Regions from separate parts of the Mus musculus genome. Here regions 2 and 3 are each linked to region 1. The links are chromatin contacts, called in public promoter capture Hi-C maps. All regions are on one chromosome and are shown on one strand. Each heading gives the region's core, a stretch centred on a gene start, on an enhancer-like site or on the middle of the called end of the contact. The rest is flanking DNA. Distances are from core to core; before and after follow the strand shown. Region 1 has its middle 41 kb from the start of Adamts1. Region 2 holds the start of Ltn1 (listerin E3 ubiquitin protein ligase 1). Region 3 holds the start of Usp16 (ubiquitin specific peptidase 16).

Region 1 (3,468 bases), core at 736-3,235:
GTGTTATAATTTGCATCTGAAATGCTCCCAGAGGTCCTGTGTTGGAATATCTGGCAAACAGATTGAGGCCTTGTTCTGAGAGGGGTTTTGAAAGCTTTGGGAAGTGGAGTGTAGCTGTTAGATCCAGGGCACTAGGAGCAGGCCTTTGAAGGTTCTACCTGCCTCTACCTTTGGAGGTTATTATAACTCTCTGCTTATGGTCTACACCATGGGAAAAGCCAACTGATGCAGCAGCTTATTCTTTTGAGGAAATAACACTGGTGGTGTTTTGGGCTTATTGCTGATTTTCCAAGGCTCCATCCAGTCTCCTACTTCCCTGAAGTCTCTTCCGTTCACATCTCTTCCCTGCTGCTGTTAATAAGCACACGAACCTTTTCTTAAGCGTGAGTATGGGACACAGAAGAACTGATTGTCAAATAATGGCTGAGCTTGAAGGTTATTTCTGGGTGCTCCTTTCCTTTGTTGAACCCCTAAAAAATGGTTCTCTGGATAGTCCCAGTCCACCAGTAACTGGTAGGCATTTGTGCACTCTAATTCATGTGTGAAATGAAAGTATGCAGAGCAACATGGGAGAAGGACTGTGTTTAAGGCAAAGACCTCTCTTTCCCAAAGTAAAGTAAAACGAAATCAACTGAGGGGATAAAAACAAAATAAAAATGTCCACATGGATGAAATAAAGAAGGGTTGCTTTCTGTTACAGTCTTTTAGAAACTGCACATTAAGAAACATCTTTTCCCCCTTTTTCAAGAGAGTACACTTGATTCCTGTAGGTTAAGACCAGCTGTGGGTGGCTTGTTCTCAACTCCCACTTAGGAATGCATCCAGTCCCAACTCTCCAGATCTCACTCGTCCTTCCTTGCCTCTGAGTACACTAATGGCAGGAAGATGCGAGGGTGTCATTTCCAAGTCTTTCAGGTGTCCTCTGCTGAGAGTTCTGCTCCCTATTCCAGACAGCTGTTTTTCCCAGAGACTGCCAAACAACAGAACCCTAAATGACTCTAAGGGATGATTGCCAGGCTCCTGGACAGTAGGACCTGTGGGTAACAGGTGGGTGATGTGCCTTAGGGAGCTATGCGAATCCACACACTCACACACAATCACATGGGTGTGAGCAGAGCTTGTTGATGAGAGTGGTATGTATTTTTTTCATATTCTTCCCGTGGTGTTTCTGTCCTTCCCTCCCAACCTCAGGCTTTATTCTGTTACTTACAATATCCCTTCCTATGTGCCAAACCCCCAGCCACCCCCGTTTCCTGCATATGACACGAGCAGAAACTGTGTTGTCATCTATTAGTTTTATGACTTAAAGTCCATTTTATTTTGCTTGGCTGGCAGTTGCAGACTGAGTGATGAAGACAGGGAGAATTCAGTAGCCATTCATTGCTGTTAAAGCTTGGCTTTTGTGCCTCCGACTTGAAGGGGTTGCATGGAATCCATTTGTAGAAAACTATAAATTTACAGGGTAGGAAATCATGGAAGAGAAAGATGGAGCTGCATCCTGCACTATCATTGGGAACTCGATGCCCTTGGATGCTTTTTCATAAAGAACTGTGAACCCAGCTCATGATCTAGTCTTCCGGCCCATCTCTGCTTCCAGGATCACATGACCACGTGTCTTACCTTCATTTGGAAAGGTTTAAGAAGACTGAAAAAGAAAGGATTAATTCAGAAGTTTACTTGGTCTTGTCTAGTTTTGTTTTGCCCAGAGTGTGATCGCCTAGAAATGGACAAATAAATGCTCAACATGTCAGAGTCCTGTAGTCCACGCCAACCCTTTTCTTCTTAGTGGCCTTCTCATGACAGAGCTTTGGTGACAGATTGCACTTGAGTGGCTTGCAGATGTCACCGAGTCTGCAAAGAGCCAGAGGGAGACTTGAAAACTACTATGAGACAAGGATGCAATTATCTCAAATGAGAAGCAGTTACATGATTAACTTAGTGCCCTGCTCACCACAGCCCCGGGACATGCTGGAAAGCTCAGAGCTTCGTCCCGTTCACATGTTCCATCCAAGTGACAAAGCCTTTAGAGAGCGCGCATTATGGTCTCCAGTTAAAAAGTGCTCTTTTTTGTATTGTTCAGTTCCTGATTTGAAATAGTGTAGGGTTTTGGGGGTGGCATGTGTCATTGGAAACAAACTTCTGGGCAAATCAGGTTTATTAAGGGAGACAATGATGACTTTTCTTTTTTAACAGACTCTGGCGGGGAGAATTATGCAACTTCCCACCATGAAGACTTTTGTAATTGTAAATTCTGCTACCTTTTAAGGAAAAAAATACCACCAGCCTGCAACTTGAGAGCTTTTTATGAGAACCAGGCAAGGGCTTTTCCTCTGCACACATCTGTCTTCATTTGATGTGTGTATGCTTGTATGCTGCCGATTTCATGCTGGTGAGCTACATCTAAAAGTTAGAGGATGATTTGCTTAGATCAAGCGTGTGTGTGTGTGTGTGTGTGTGTGTGTGTGTGTGTGTGTGCGTGCATGTCCCAAGGCCATACACATATTTTATATATTACAGGAAAGGAGGCTTGCTTTGGACTCCGTGGTCATTATTCTCGGTGACCATTGTTTTTAAGAAAAAGAAAAATCAATAAATGGAAGTTCATTGTAAATGGAGGGTTTGGGCCTATTTTCATCAGTACAAACAGAGGATAGGGTGTCAAGTGACCTCCTTAGACATCTTCATCATATTTGGTTGTTCCAAATTTGTTTAGCTTGATAAAAGCTTGAGAAATGTATGAATTATATGGTTTCAGGTCCTTTCATGTCTAGGAAATGAGTATCATAGACCTATAAACTTTGATCTCAGGATAACGTCTTCAGGATCTCGACTAAGTTTTAATAAACACGTCTTTAACTTCTTTCATTTTAGATGTTCATCGGTGGTTGCTTGTTGGTATCAACCACAGTTTATGAGTTGGAGTATCCGTCTTCCAATAGGAACTCAGACCAGTCAGGGTGGTGCATGCCTGTAATCCTAGCTTTTGGGAAGCAGGATTAGGGATTCAAGGTTGTCTTCAGCTCCACAGTGAATGCGAGTTCAGCTTGAGCTATATGTCCATAAAAAGAAAAAGAATAGTCTAGAACCTCAAGAATAATTCATGATGGACTGAGAGTGTGAACCAAAGTGCCCATATATAATGAATATTACATAAAATTTATTTCCTATGCTATATTTCCCCTCAACTTAGACCATACTTTGCACACTACCTTTTAGATTAAAAACCAGAATTTTAGTCAATAACCAATCAGCCACATCCTGAGAATCTAGTGACCTAATGTCATGCAGGATATGAATTCCAGTGCTAAGTTTCAGTCTTCTCATTGTGTTTGTAATATTTTAATGCTGTTAACAAAGTTACAGTAGTTTGAGTGGAATTTGGGTGCCATATATATATATATATATATATATATATATATATATATGTATTTTAATTTTTATGTACCACATTAATTCTGAAATCTAAGA
Region 2 (3,321 bases), core at 296-2,795, 1.7 Mb after region 1:
TCAAAGTATAAGTTGTTTTTATGTGTCTTTTAATGTATTCCCTGCCAAAGGGAACAAGTGATACTTGACTGAGTCATAAATGCTTTGAAAATGTTATTATCTAAAAACAACTTTAAGTCAGTCCTGGTGGTGCATGCCTTTAATCCCAGCACTGTAGAGACAGAGGCAGGCACATCTGTGAACGACTTCCAGGACAGGTGAGCTACAAAGAGAAACTGCCTTGATAAACCAAAATCAAAATAAAATAAAAACAGAATTAAATCTATAAAAGTTAGTAGAAATACAAATTGTAAGTCTACATGTTATATTTGTGTACTCCACCATGGTTAAAGTTTCACATGTTATATGAAGAATGACACTGTTTTTAGAATACATAAGGTAGAGAACTTGGGTGTTAAATACTGAGATCAACTCTCCTAAGGGTCAGCAAAATTTATAAATTAAGAGATGAGGGACTGGAAGGATGGCTCAGTGGTTAAGAGCACTGACTGTTCTTCCAAAGGTCCAGAGTTCAAATCTCAGCAACCACATGATGGCTCACAACCATCTGTAACAAAATTTAACTCCCTCTTCCGGGGTGTCTGAAGACAGCTACAGTGTACTCACATATAATAAATAAATAAATCTAAAAAAAAAATGGTGGAACAGGTCTATAAAAGCGAACTGTGTGTGTGTGTGTGTGTGTGTGTGTGTGTGTGTATGTGTGTGTGATCCATCAGGATAAAGGCTGCAGAGAAACACCTGCCTTTAAGATACTTTCAAAGCGCCAGGTGGTGGTGGCACACGCTTTTAATCCCAGCACTTGGGAGGCAGAGGCAGGAGAATTTCTGAGTTCCAGGCCAGCCTGGTCTACAGAATGAGTTCCAGGACAGCCAGGGCTATACAGGATGCATTAAGGTATCTAGAGCCACCTAACATATGGCCATCCGAAGCCTGCCAGGCCAGCCAAGTTCGTGGCAAGTTCAGGGTGGCCAGAGTGAAGCAGGAAAAGCGAGGTAAGCTTGAGACCAGAGACCCAACGGGTGACACCGACCTGACACCGGGCATACCACCGACGGGCTCGGGCCTTGGCAAGGAGGGACTGAGCGAGTGAAGCCCACGCTTGCTTCTTCCCTCCCACAGCTCCTACACAAGCTCGGCCACCCACGAGGGCCGCCCGGGTGCTCACTGTCACCGTTTCCCGATGACACCTCCCTCCCTGGGCGCGCTCCGTTTCCCAGATCCGGCGTGAAACGTCGTTTGGGTCCCAACTCCTCGACTTGTCCACCCGCGGGGACGCACACACCGGGAGGTCACACTCTTCCCTCACGGCCCTCTGGACACCCGGGCCGCAGGCCGCGGGGCTACCATCACCACAGGACTCACCCTGAGGTTCCCCTTAGTCCGCTGCTTGTTCTTCCCGCCCATGGTGGCGGTGGCAGCCCGGCTCTCAGTCTGCAGAGCCGAAGTTGACACGGGCGGGCCACAACTTCCGGTCCCTCGCGCCGGAAGGGGATTCACTGTAGCCACTTCCCCCTCGCCCTCCCAGCCTTTCGGCTTCCTACTTCCGCTCCCGCCTCCCTGTCAGGACTCTGACCATCCGCTGCCTGAAACGTAACAAAGAAGGCCACGCCTGCCTGAGTGGCGTCACTGCTGACCAATAAGAAACCAGCGTTGAGCCCGTGGCGCCAAACCTGTCCGAGATATTTGTAGTGGAGAGATTTCCTTCCTAGTGTGTAGGAATTTGCTCTTCCAGAGGTCCTGAGTTCGATTCCCAGCAACCACATGGTAGCTCACAACCATCTGCAATGGGATCTGACGCCCTTTTCTGGTGTGTCTGAAGAAAGCTACAGTGTACTCATATAAATAAAATAAATCTTTAAAAATAAAATGAAATAATAAAAGCAGAGGAGTTGGGGCGACTAACTTGGTAGAGTGCTTTCCTGGCATTCCTGAAGGCTGAGTTTGATTCCCTACATTGAGCAAACCAGGTCTGCTGGCACACCCTCCCAATACCAGCACTGAAGACACAGAGAAGAGGAGAATCACAAATTTAAGGTCAGCTTTGCACACTTAAAGTTCAAGGGCAGCCTGGGATATATGAAAATCTATCTCGAAATAGGAAATAAAAAGAAAAAAGAATCATCAGGTCACATAGGCATGAGACACTGTCTTAAAGAAACAACAAGAAACCATTTGAGCTCTACTCATGCCCCAGTCTTCAGCGATGCAAGGCCAGATAGGGGCCAAATCTAAACACATGCAATTTGAAATGAACCACAAACACCAATGAGGAAGGCTTTATACTGTTTGTACTTTAAAAGACAGGGTAGTTTCAAACTTCTGACTACTGATAACAAGCACAGATTGTTTAAAATTTCATTTTATTTCAAAGGTCTGGAGACAGGCTGGGATTAACATTGGGTCCGCATGTGGCAAGGTGTCTTGTACAATGACATCTCTGAGATAGCTTGGCCCTTTCTCTTGCCATCACTTCAGGGGCCATGGCAGAAAGAGAAGAGAGGCAAATTCATCCCCAGAAATCCTGCACTGTAACCTACAGCCCAATGCAGCTGCAAGAGAGGCCAGGAGGGTGAACAGGCAGCTTTTCCAGGTTCCTAGTGAAGGCAGAAGAGTGTGGGAAATCCCTAGCAAGTCGAACCATCAAAATTACCTTCACATATAATTTGTCTTTCAAGTTTCATGAGACAGAGCCTCGTGTAGCCCAGCTGGCCTTCAACTTCCCATCCTCCTGCCTCTACTTCCCAAGTGCTGGGATTATAAGCATGTGCCTTCAGATCCAGCTCACGTCAAGAAATTTCCACCAAGCTGTAGAGATGGCTCAGAGGTTAAAAGGGTGCACTGCTCTTGCAGAGGACCCAAGTTTGGCTCCCAGCACCCACACCGGGTACCTCACAACCTCCTGTAACTCCAGCTCCAGGGGATCTGATACCCCAAATATATTTACATGTTTATGTTCATGCATGCACCCTTGGAGGACAGAGTACATCAAATGCCCTGAAGTAAAGACATATAGGTAGTTATGAGCTCCCTGCCAGGGGTGCTGGGAACTGAACTTAGGTCCTTGGCACTAGCAGCATATGCTCTTAACTTCTGAGTCATTTCTCCACCCTTCTCACTTAGTAATTTAAAGCTTACAAGTCGAAACCCAGTTTTTCTCTCAGGCATGGCAAGTTTTAACTGATACATTTCAGCCATATTAATTTTCTTCTTGTGACCCCAACCCTAGTACATCCTAGAATGGAGCTGAAATTGAATTTCAAGGAAAAACAGGAAGAAATGATCAACAGAGGAACAGTGAGCCAACAGGTCTGACTTCCC
Region 3 (3,212 bases), core at 254-2,753, 1.7 Mb after region 1:
CCCAGTTTTCCCAGAGTCTAGACCACCAACTAAGGAGAGTACCTGGAGGGATCCATGGCTCCAAACATATAGGTAGCAGAGGATGCCCTTGCCTGACAGCAATGGGAGGGGAAGCCCTTTGTCCCAGGGAGGTTTGAGCCCCAGCATACAAGGATGCCAGAGAGGTGGGGCTGGAGAGTGTGGGTGGGTGGGGGAGCACCCTCATATAGGCAGAGTGGAGTGGGGAGGGCACATGTGGGATGAGAAGTTGGTGGAGGGGTAACTGGGAACTGGGATATCATTTGAGATATAAACCAATAGAGTGATTAATTAAAAAAAATTATACTGGCCAATTTTCCAGTTTTATGCTACTATTTCAACATAGTTTTATCTGACAACTAGTAAGTTTGAATATTTCATTTGCAATCTTTTAGAAGGCCATATATCTAGAAATGAGCTCAAGCTGGACTATGGAAGGATTTCGGGTGGTTAGATAAAAAGCCAACATTCCTCGGGATCTTTGAGGTTTGAGGAACCTTGAGGGTTTGTTTTCTCCCCAAAAGGACTCATGTCCCTTGCCTCTGACAGAAGGGACATGATTCTCCATTAATATACACTCGCGGTTGCCTATGATAGGTCTAGATAAGTCTAGAACTGGCCTCTAGGCTCCCTCAGTCCCGGTTCACAAGTACACATCTCAAAGCCTTCACCCTAGCCCGCAGGACCTTCTCTCATCTGGGTCCTGATTCCCGTTCTCTTTGCCCCTTCCTTGCCCCCGACTCTTCTGGCTACTTTTTTTTTTTTTCAATCGTGCTATGTCCATCCACTCTTCTTTCCCACTCTCTTGCTTCCCTAGCCCTGGCCTTCCTCTCTCTGCACTGGACTCTTCCCGATGCCTTTGAGTAGTTTTTCTCTTATTCACAATAAAAACCTTCCCCCTAACTGAGCGGCAGTTTCAAGTGGTTTCTTTATGGCATCCCCTCGCACACACCATCAACTGTTCTTTTACCGTGTTGCTTACTTCTGCCTATTTTGCTACTAACACGCACAGGTAGTTTTCTGTGATTACTGTCTCCGCTGAGGTCCGCTTAACGGGTGCTACAAAAGACTCGGCACAGAGTGTGTAGTTACTGTTTCTCGTCAACCAACCGCAACTCAAATCTTCAGGACTTTACACTGTAACATTCCCCTTTAATTCCTGTCAGTTTGGACAAGGTCAGCAAGGTGAAGGCTGGGGTTGGAAGAAAGAACACTCACATTTATAAGCGAGTGGGACAGGATTAGGGGAAAGGAGAGACGTGTGTAATTACGTCGCTCTCTTGGCCATCCTGCAGAAATAACGTATTTAAGAGAGGTAGCCATGAAGGACTTTCCAAGCCAAGGGCCAGGACCCGTCATCCACTCCCTAGGAGGATTTAAATTACTCCACAGTTAACACTGCAGTGAACACGTGGCGGGCCTCCCACGCACCCACCCCAAGGGAGGCCGAGCCATTTCCCACAATGCCGCGTTCCGGAAGTTGCCTCTCCGGGAGGGTGGCTGGTTCCACCGCGTCGCTCTCTCTGCGTCACCTGGAGGAAGCGGAGCTGGCGGCCGGCTCCGGGCCCGTCGCGGGAGGCAGTTATGGGCGCCGTCGCCCCGGGTGAGTACCGGCCACCCCCGCCGCCGCCACACTCCCGCCCTGCCTCGGCCTCATCCTCATCTACTGCGGGTGCTGTCGGCTCCAGGGCCGGCCCGGTGGGCGCCGAGCAGTCGGTAGGGCCGGCGGGCGACGGGAAGGGTGGCTGGGCGGGCGGCTGGCGTGCGAGCTCCGGGGAGCGCCCGGTGACACCGTGTGCGTTGTAAGCGCGGCTGGCGCTGCCACCTCCGGGTGACAGCCTACGTCGAAACTGGAGAGCCACGTTGTAGAGAGACCTGCTGACAGGGGCTTTCCGACATTGCCTTGGTGGTGATGATGGCTTAGCGAAGGCAGAGGAGGACCGGGAGGGCAGAAAAGGAAAGCAGCCGGCTGGATAGGAGGCTGACAGCAGGAGTTGTGATTTCAGCCAAGGGAGGGAGCCGCGAGCGAGTAGTTGGACCAAGGTGGCAATTCTCGTCTGAAAACTCCCCTGGACGCTGCGGGACCGAGCATTACTGTTTTATAGACGCCGTTCCCACGGCGCAGCAGTGACCTTCACAGCTGTCAGAAGTTTACTGTAGCTCCTTCAGTAGCATCGACTGACACTTCAGTCATGGGTTTGGTTGCCCTAATTAAAAGTTTGTCTTTCAAGTTTCCCTCTGCTGTCTCAAGGGAAGCTGCAGTCCTTAAACCAGATCTTCTAGCTCTGTCTCCACAACTGAAGGCTTATGATTTAATTAATGTCCGCATGTCCGCCTTTTTCTTTTACACCTGAAGTTGTGCCTTCTCAGGTAATATTCTCTCTCATCTCATCTCATCTCATCTCTCTGTCCCTCTGTCCGTCCGTCCGTCCGTCCGTCCATCTGACCACCTCGCTGTAGCTGGCCTGGAGCTTTGTAACTGCCTACTTTTGCGGTGCTGGGATTAAAGGTGTGCGCCATTAGCGGAGGAAGTTTTTCTTGAGGACCTACTATGTACTCACAGTATGCTATAGGCAAGATAGAAATTCTGCCCAGAACCAGTTCTTTCTCCTAAGGCTTCGGATTTCAGAGGAGGGTGGGGGTAGGGTGGGAGGGGGAGGGGGAGAGGGAGGAAAGGAGAGAGAAATTGTTCAGATTATAGATTTGAAAAGCAGTTTACTGTGGTAGAGAAACAGATACAGGATAGTACATATCTTTTTCCTCTCTGTCCCTCTCTGTGTGTTTGCTTTGTTCTTCGAGACAAGGTCTTCTTGTACAGCTTTGGCTGTCTTGGAACTCGCTCCATAGACCAGGCTGGCCTTCAACGCGGCTAATGCAGGTTTTCTTAAATCTTCATTAAAACCTGGTGGTGATGTTGGCACACGCCTTTAATCCCAGCATTGTGGGAGGCAGAGGTAGTTGGATCTCTGGAGGGTTAGGTCAGCCGGGACTAGAGTGGTTTTGTTTTTAAATTTCTTTCTTTAGTGAGTATCTTCATTTAAAAGATGATCGTGAAAATCAAACATGATGGTTTTGGAACTGTCTCGTTAATTGTTTTTGTTGATGAGTTATGAGTCAGGATTGCTAGTACGTTGGGGCCAGGTTGAAGGGGACAAGTTCTAGAGTATAAACTTGGATGTTTTGGCTGTTTAATA

Evidence for each region. Promoter capture Hi-C pulls out the DNA fragments that hold promoters and counts their contacts.
Region 2: a promoter capture Hi-C map of stem cell-derived epiblast-like cells shows a contact between it and region 1, with 5 times the contacts expected there. The contact joins the promoter of Ltn1 here to the enhancer-like site in region 1. A contact is called at or near these places in 10 of 39 promoter capture datasets (the 3T3-L1 cell line, cranial neural crest, frontonasal cranial neural crest and 5 more) and 4 of 115 datasets of contacts at active chromatin or transcription factors (astrocytes, embryonic stem cells, kidney and 1 more).
Region 3: a promoter capture Hi-C map of cranial neural crest shows a contact between it and region 1. The contact joins the promoter of Usp16 here to the enhancer-like site in region 1. A contact is called at or near these places in 3 of 39 promoter capture datasets (the 3T3-L1 cell line and cranial neural crest) and 2 of 115 datasets of contacts at active chromatin or transcription factors (embryonic stem cells and kidney).

What each region holds. Positions count from the first base shown.
Region 1 is chr16:85,760,121-85,763,588 of GRCm38.p6, forward strand. No RefSeq gene overlaps it. Among named protein-coding and RNA genes, the nearest start is that of Adamts1, 41 kb to the right of the region's middle. Within about 2 kb of position 1,986, at least 9 of the 459 cell types and tissues checked have an H3K27ac peak or open chromatin away from gene starts, as enhancers often do. A contact at or near this core is called in second pharyngeal arch cranial neural crest, where this site is marked.
Region 2 is chr16:87,431,061-87,434,381 of GRCm38.p6, forward strand. Ltn1 (listerin E3 ubiquitin protein ligase 1) reads right to left here and starts at 1,546. Exons shown (of 30, transcript NM_001081068.1): 1 at 1,366-1,546. The coding sequence starts at 1,407. It overlaps Rwdd2b (RWD domain containing 2B), which reads right to left. Exons shown (of 5, transcript NM_016924.2): 5 at 2,271-3,321.
Region 3 is chr16:87,453,482-87,456,693 of GRCm38.p6, forward strand. It overlaps Usp16 (ubiquitin specific peptidase 16), which reads left to right and starts at 1,504. Exons shown (of 18, transcript NM_024258.2): 1 at 1,504-1,621.